Linked DNA regions of Capsicum annuum: region 2 is linked to region 1. The links are chromatin contacts, called in public Hi-C maps. All regions are on one chromosome and are shown on one strand. Each heading gives the region's core, a stretch centred on a gene start, on an enhancer-like site or on the middle of the called end of the contact. The rest is flanking DNA. Distances are from core to core; before and after follow the strand shown. Region 1 overlaps LOC107879508 (importin beta-like SAD2 homolog). Region 2 holds the start of LOC107879536 (30S ribosomal protein S1, chloroplastic).

What was found. Hi-C and Micro-C count contacts between places; a contact is called where the count stands out from the background.
Region 2: a contact with region 1 is called in a Hi-C map of bud, with 2.2 times the contacts expected there. The contact joins the promoter of LOC107879536 here to the enhancer-like site in region 1. A contact is called at or near these places in 2 of 5 Hi-C or Micro-C datasets (bud and placenta).

Annotation. Positions count from the first base shown.
Region 1 is chr1:132,953,493-132,957,597 of UCD10Xv1.1, reverse strand. It overlaps LOC107879508 (importin beta-like SAD2 homolog), which reads right to left. Exons shown (of 21, transcript XM_016726543.2): 20 at 2,306-2,441; 21 at 1,293-1,717. The coding sequence ends at 1,563. Among protein-coding and RNA genes, the nearest start is that of LOC107879518, 6.8 kb to the left of the region's middle. Within about 2 kb of position 1,472, at least 4 of the 5 cell types and tissues checked have an H3K27ac peak or open chromatin away from gene starts, as enhancers often do. A contact at or near this core is called in bud, where this site is marked.
Region 2 is chr1:133,254,150-133,258,240 of UCD10Xv1.1, reverse strand. LOC107879536 (30S ribosomal protein S1, chloroplastic) reads right to left here and starts at 2,103. Exons shown (of 7, transcript XM_016726564.2): 1 at 1,578-2,103; 2 at 1,024-1,299; 3 at 733-813. The coding sequence starts at 1,877.

The sequences.
Region 1 (4,105 bases), core at 223-2,722:
ATGACTAAAGAATATATAAATTATTATATTATTATTAATGATAACAATTGACAGATAAATCACGTTACAAGATTGTATTTTGATATCACATATAAAAAAAATTAAATATTTAATTTTAAATAAATAATTCATGAAAAGTGACACATTTGTTAAAATATAATGTATATATGTGTGTGTGTGTGTGATGAATTGCTTATTCGTAATAAATTTTGACACCGTAAAAATATATTAAAAAAGACTTTAACTATTATGCTAACGAAAGCATCATCACAGAGATCAAAGAAGCAGACCAGTCTTTTGGTATACCTTCAGAAATTCAAGACAGATGTTCTACAAGTATGGAGATATTGCGTGATAAAATTAGGGATGAAATTGTTGAGAATTTTTGTAATATATGAAGGTCTAATTTTTTTTGTCGTTAATTTTTTCATATATAGTGATTTAATTTATGAAATTACTTCTGTATTCATTTTTGTTTGATGTTTTAGGTAATATTTAAATTATTTAAGTAATATATCACCATTTAATTTTTTTTAACGTATTTATGTATATAAATATTGATTGAAAATTTTAGAATACGTACTTTTTAATTAAATTAAAAAATTAATATAGCTATTTAATATAATTTTCTCTATAACTCAGATCAAACTCCATTATGATGCTTAAGCTTTGAGAATTACGCACATGCAACAAGTAACTCGTAGATTTTTTATTTAGTGAAGTTGAAAAAATTAAGAAATTAAACTAACCTCAAAAATAAATTAAAGAAGATGACGATGTTTAACAACTTGATAAAATAAGATTTGTAAATTCAAACCTTGAAATCTCTTAATTATGGTTGCTTGATTTTAGACATAAATTTTGGAGGTGTGATACTTATATGGATATCTATATGGAGACTGGAGAGGGAAAATCTAAAACAAAATATTTGTAACTAGTTTCAGTAGACAATTTTATATAATAATAGAAAGTTAGGATCTACATTTATGTAAATTAATACTCACTCAATTTCCTTGTGTTCCACCTTTGTATTATAAGCCCAGAAGGATATTTATGCAAATATAGTAAAACTGGAACACTGTAATTGACTTTGAGAAGGGAATCTTACTACTGGAACACTGTAATTGACTTGAAAAAGGAATCGTACTTTAGCTATAATATAAAATATTATTAAACATTTAAGCACCAGAAAATTCCAATCCAAAATTATAAATCTACAAAAATAAAATCAAAGCCAGCAAAATTTGAATTCAAACAACATAAAATTCCCAAAAAAAAAAACTGCAATCATGTATTTGGAATTTTGGATTGAGGTAAAAATCTTAAAAAACTTGGGTTTGGGTAACTTCCCCATTCCACGTCTCCACCTAGGAGTTATTCCACTTCAATAGTTATGAGACTTGCACAAAGAGAACACAGGACATCCACCAGCACAACAGCACGGCAAATATTACAACAATAAACAAAATAATCAGCCACCAACAGCACACCGGACAACAAGACTACAGCAATCAGAGCTATAAAAGAAATAAGAATGCCGAGAGCATCATATGTATCACATGCTATATAGGTTGTCGGAAGTATAATTTACATTCAGGAAAGACTTCCAAGAAACTCAAAATCAGTTCTGGTGACAACTGTAGCCGTAAAAGCACTTGGTGATATCTTTCAATTGTCAAAAGCACAGTGCTCTCCAGATCCACATCTTCCAAACAACCTGAAGTAATTGAATAAATAAAGGGGGAAAAAACAATACAAATCTTAGAGTGAACATCAAGACTGAAGATATTAAACACGTAAAAGGCAGTTAAAAACGATGTAAATACTTAAGTAAAGTCAACTAGGATATATTTAGCCTGATTTAATTGTAACATCTGCACTGAATGGATATAAATGATGTGTATAGCCAACTCCAACATGAGTTGAGGTATAGTCCACCATTTGAAACTTGAGAGAAAAGACTTCTCTGTTGAAGCAGAAATAATCATTTAAATGTGACAACCTACAGAAGATATTCTCAACATGACATCTCAGTCTCTTTGCTATCTCGGCATTTTAAGATTACAAACTTTCACTAGCAGATTATCTCATGAACCAAGACAAAAATCATTATGATTTCAAAGTAAGCAAAATAATGTTGTTGGAGTCAGTAGAAATGAAACAATTGAGTGATTTTTTCTATGAAACAGATTGAAGAGATTTTCTATACTATAAAACAGTTCAAATAAGTAATAGTTGTCACCTTGCACGTCAAATGTCTGCATCCTTGTGTTATTTTAAAAATGAGAGCATTAGGCAGGCTTACCCAGTTCAATTTCTAGCTCTTGATCTTCCACATCTCCTTCTTCCACTATGGTTCCATTTTCCATTTCTGCCGCTGTCTTGGCACACCTCTCCAAGAACTCTTCTTCAGTTTCTTCATGTTCATCATCTTCAGAGTCCTGCCATTGAATTAAGAATGATAACAATCGGCTTTCATCACCTACTGCAAAGGTGTTATGAAAATATAGAAAATAACAAAGAAGCAGTACAAAGCCTACAAGAAAGGAACAAGAACAACAAAATAGAGCACTAATCGAACACAATAAACAACAAAAAAGCAAAACTTACAATAATACGGCTAGTACAACAACAAACACCAACAAGCCTAAACCCTCGAAAAGCATGACAACACTCCACTACCTATTAACTTTCTACCCTAATAAGCGTCCTCCATACCCTCCTATCTAAGGTCATGTCCTCATAAACCTGAAGTTAGGTCATGTCCAGTCTAATCAACTCTACCCAATACTTCTTCAACCTACCTCTACTTTTCCTCGTACCTACTATATTCAATCTCTCGCACCTCCTCACCGGAGCATCTGCACATCTTCTCGTCTAAACCATCTCAATCTCGTTTTCCGCATCTTGTCCACCACAGAGGCTGCTCCCACCTTATCCTAGCACTTTGTTTGAATGGTGGTTTGTCATGGTTTCATAATGTACGGTACTGTATGGTATGGTATTGTACTATATATAGTATAGTACAATACGATGTTTAGATGGAATATATCGTTCACTGTTGTTTAATAACAATTTTATTGTTTAGTTTGACAGTATGGTATTGTATCGTAATTGTAAGTTTACTAACAGAGTTAATACATAAAAATGACCCTAAACTTGACACCAAATTATAACTATGACCTTAAACTTTGATAGTGCACAAATAGGACCTTTAACTATTCAAAACCTGAACAAATATGACCTTCGATTTTGCAACCCCATGCGTGAGTTTCACACGCGCCTACGTGGAAAGGTAATCCAATCACACGGTGCCACATCGTTAAAAGGGCTGACTTAGAGGGAGGTCATATTTGTGCAGTTTTGAATAGTTAAAGGTCATATTTGTGCACTATCAAAGTTTTTCTTTTTGTGTTAAAAGGCATCATCATTATTATTATTATTATTATTATTATTATTATTTCTATAGTTGCAACACCTAGCTTTTTTTAAAATTAAAAAATCAAACCTGCGGCAGTAGGCTGAAGGAAGCGCCCAAGAAGAGCAAATAATACTACTGGGTTATCTAAGTGTCTTGTTTCATGTGGTTAAACATCAATATACGTACATAAATATAGATTTTCTACCTTATATATATAACGTAATTTTTTTACCGCCCCATGGCAACCACGTAGGTCCGCCCCTGCATTAATTTAATAATGTTTTAATAACGTTAATTTAATAACATTATAATAACGTTAATTTAATATACTACTATCCTTAATAACATTAATTTAATAACGTTTTATTAAAACTATAATTCTTTTATTATTAGTATAGTTTCATCTTTAATTTAATATTTAAATAAATTATATTTAGATATATTATATAACTTAAATTCGCCTTCTGCATTATAATATATATACATACCCGTGCGATTTTTTCGTATGAGGCTGACCCACCTAATTAATAAATCTTCAATATTGCTCTTTTTCCGCAATGACAAAAGAAATTAGATGTTATTTTCATCTTTGAGCCAAAAATAATTAAAAAAATAATAGTAAAAGTCATTTAAAGGTCATATTTGTGCAGTTTTGAATAGTTAAAGGTCATATTTGTGCACTGT
Region 2 (4,091 bases), core at 854-3,353, 300 kb before region 1:
AGACCTATAGTCTATTGCCTTTTGACTTACAAATCACCAAGATATCCCTCAGATTAATACCATTGCAAACCATTTTGAATTTTTCATGGTTCTCCTCGTAGGAATCACTTAGTATTGACATAGATACAATATCCCGCATTGGCCACCTTCCTTTTCATTAACATGGTGCTCCAAGGTCTCGTAATGTCACTTCAGTCGATCTTTTAATACAGAATTTAGATACTTGTTATAGCTAATTTTTTATGATTATTATAGTGTTAGTATAATTAATACTAGTTTGTTAGACCCACTTTACATTTCTTTAACTTCAATTCATTGATCCAACATTAATTAGGGCACATCTCATATCATTGCAGAAAAGAAACATCTCTTTCTGCCACATGGAAGCTCTCTCACCTTAACCAGAAAGCCAAAAACCAAAAACGTTTATACTTTAACAGTTCCACAGGGATAGAGGAATCGTGTAGAATATAGGTTTGCATATTACTTAGGATATTATTTCTATTTAATAGGATCTTGTAAAAGGCTACCTTATTAGAATAGGATAACAACTCCTATAAAATGAGCCACTTAGAATCGAGCTTCAGTCAGTGAAACTAGTAGTTTTCTTTAGTCACATTTCCCATTTACAATCTGAATATGTCTGGTCTGGATGACAGAAGATCTACAAGTAAAAATTATTAACGTCTTCACAAAATAGATTATAACTTATGCGATGAATGTATAACTAACCGTTGATATCTGGGAGAATGGAACAAAACCACGAAGGCCCTCGACCAGAGCGACCACTCCACCTTTATTTGCGCCGACCAACTGCAAAACCATCGACAGAAACAAGACTTGGATCATTGACATAGAAGTGAATGCCCTGCTAAAGCAGTGTGCTATGCAGAGATGACAGCAAGAAGGTATGCCTAGTGTTGGTTAATAAAAAAATAAGATCCAAAATCATGATACACAGTGACATTCCAAGTCATCATAGAATTTCATTTCTGGTATTAATAATTTAGAGGAAACACATACCTTGCCTTTGACGACTACGTCTTCAGCTTGTAGCTGCCTGCATCTCTCCCATGCAAGGTCATACTGAATTGATCGCAAACTCAAAACCAAACTATCATCAGCTTCATTTTCACCAACTACGACAAACTCCTCACGCAAGCCAGGAAATATTCCGGCTTCCTCTACATGTTTGATGGTGTGAAGTGAGGCCTCACGTATAGGCAAGTATGCAGATGATTTTGCAGTGATGTCAACTAGAGCTCCATTTGCTTCTACAGAAAAAACTGTTCCTTTCACCTAAACAGACAAAAATCAAACTTTTCGTTCGCTGTTGACAATCAGAGTAGTAACTTTTATACTTGAGCTATAAGCCATTTTTGACTAACCAAGCTAATCTCAAAAATCCAGTGATAGACTAAAGAATACGATTTACTATTGTCTACAAAATAACAGATTTCAATCGAATACAAAATAGACACCTCATAGCATTGTGTTTATCATTTTACAATTTGAGGGAAAAAACAACACTCAATTAGTAGAAAATTAGTTGAGAAAGAGAAAAGAAGAAATTCAACCTTGGTACCAACTTCGGAATCAAAATCATATTTTTCAAGGGCAGAATGAAAATCATCAACAGTAAAGGCAACACCTTCCATAGGTGTAGTGCGACATCTCTCATAGGCATCCTCAAATATCTCCTTAAGCTTTAGTCTTTCTCTCGTTTGTGCATTTGTGACCACTGCTGCAGAAGCTTGTGCTGCTATTCTTGCCTTTTGGATCTGCTGCTTACTCTGATGATTGATGCGATTGACAAGCTTCTTTGTTGAAATTGGTGGGCACTTCAACCCAACGAACTGCCGTGCCAAAGAAGCCATTTTTGGTAATCTCAGGAAATGAATAATTCGTTACTCGCCAGCTTCTTTGGGTAGATATAGATAAGATAAAAGGAACAAGAACAGAAACACCAACGCAACACGGTCCCACTTCACCTCTAATGGGTCGTTTGGTGCGGGATATTCCGATAAATAGTTTCAGAATAAAAGATAATTCACAGATAAAATTGTTGTCTTGTTTGATTGCAAATTTGAAATAATTTATTATATTATGAGATTAAATAGTATGGATATGCTTCTATCCTCTAAAATTATTCATTTTAAATTTTTTTATTTAATTTTTTATTTTATTTATTTTTTTATTAATTAAGATAAAATAATTTTTTTCTATTATACCCTTAATAATTGATTATTCCTTATTACTAGCATTGAATTATCAAATCTTGAAAAATATTATAAGAAATTTGGTAATCGTATGATCCTAATTATTCATGCAAAAAATATTTTGGTACCATCCATATAATAACTCCGTCAATATTAGAATTAACAACATGACACAATTAACAGGGGTAAAATGATAAAGTTACATTATCGATCATTGTTTTCTTAATAGTTGTGCCATTTCAATTTGGGACGGAGGGATAAGGTTATTACATCCTTTTGGTATAATAATTTCTAAATAATTCATCTTCACATAAAGTCATAAAATAACAAAATTATCCTTCAAATCCTTCGATTATAACTTTTCACATATAGAAGGTGAAAGATATTTCTATAAATAATAATATATTCTTAGAAAGAATGTAATGTATAGTATTATTTTTAGTACTATAAATCATACAACCACTAAAAAATTATATCGAAATAACTAATTTCAGGATAATTAATCTCAACATAACTAGTCTCGGCATAACTTGTTTTCAAATTAAACGACCCCTAAATTTCTTAGCTGGCTTTCTTTAAGACAATTGAGTGGTAGGAGACAAATAAGTTTGAAATTTAAAAAGGTGACAATTTTGAGCAATTAAGGTGAAATTTTCAATTAATGTTTGATTAAGCTAATTTATGTGTGAAGTGTAATTTTGAAAACTTTTAAACTTTAAAAAGAATTCCCTCTCAATTCAAATTTTAAAATTTAAAACTTTCCCCTACCTTATCTTATTAATATTTCTTTCTTTTTTTTCCTCTTTTTTCTCTCTCATATTTCTCTTTTCCTTCATCTTTTTTCTACTTTTTCTTTGTCATTTTTTTCTCACAATCATCGCTACTAAGACGTTCATCTTTTTTATTGCATTATTCTTCTTGCTATTCTCTTTCTCTTTTTATTTTTATTTTTATAAATTATTTTCTTTTAATTTTGAGAACTTTAAAAAAATGATATTCTTTAGATGTTTGAAGAAATTATGCAAAAAATCAAGCAACTACGATAGTTGCTTCAACAACTGCGGTAGTTGCTACAATAATTGGGTAGTTTCTATAGCAACTGTGATAGTTGCTACATTAAGTATGATAGTTGTTGCAACGAGTGTGGTAGTAATTGCAGCTAGGACTAGACATATTTTGATTCAAACCGAAAAAATGGGAAAATTCAAATCGAAATTTAATTTTGATTTCATTTTTCAATTCTTTGGATCAAATTCAAATTTTAGAAATTCAGTTAATTGATTCGATTTTTAGTTTTTCAAAAAAAAATTGGTTATATCGAAAAATCAAAATTATATATATGTAGTTATGTATTATGTAAAACTTATAGTTATTTCATTTCATTTTCAGTTATGTATTATGTAAAACTTATAGTTATTTCATTTCATTTCATACATGTTGAGTTATTTATATTTGGGAATGAAAAATAGGTTTAAAAAAATTATTTTTCTAAAAAATCATTAATTTTAAATGGTTAGTCATAGTAAAGAAAGGCTCACTACTTTAATCTTCAAAATCAAAATCAAAATTTAAAATAATCAAATCGAATTTGTACAAATCGAACCAAACCAAATTTATTTCAGTTTGATTACGGTTGGCATTTTCTTCAATCCAAAAATTAAAAAATCAAACCGATATTAAACAACCAAATCGAACAAACCGAATGTCCATCCTTAGTTACAGCAACTGTGGGTAGTAAGTGCAGATAGCAACTCGGTAGTTGATGCAGTAACTCGATAGTTGCTGCAACAACTATTATAATTATTGTGTTGCAGCAATTGTTGTAGTTATTATAATAGCTGTGACAATTGTTGCAGTATTTATTGTAGGTGC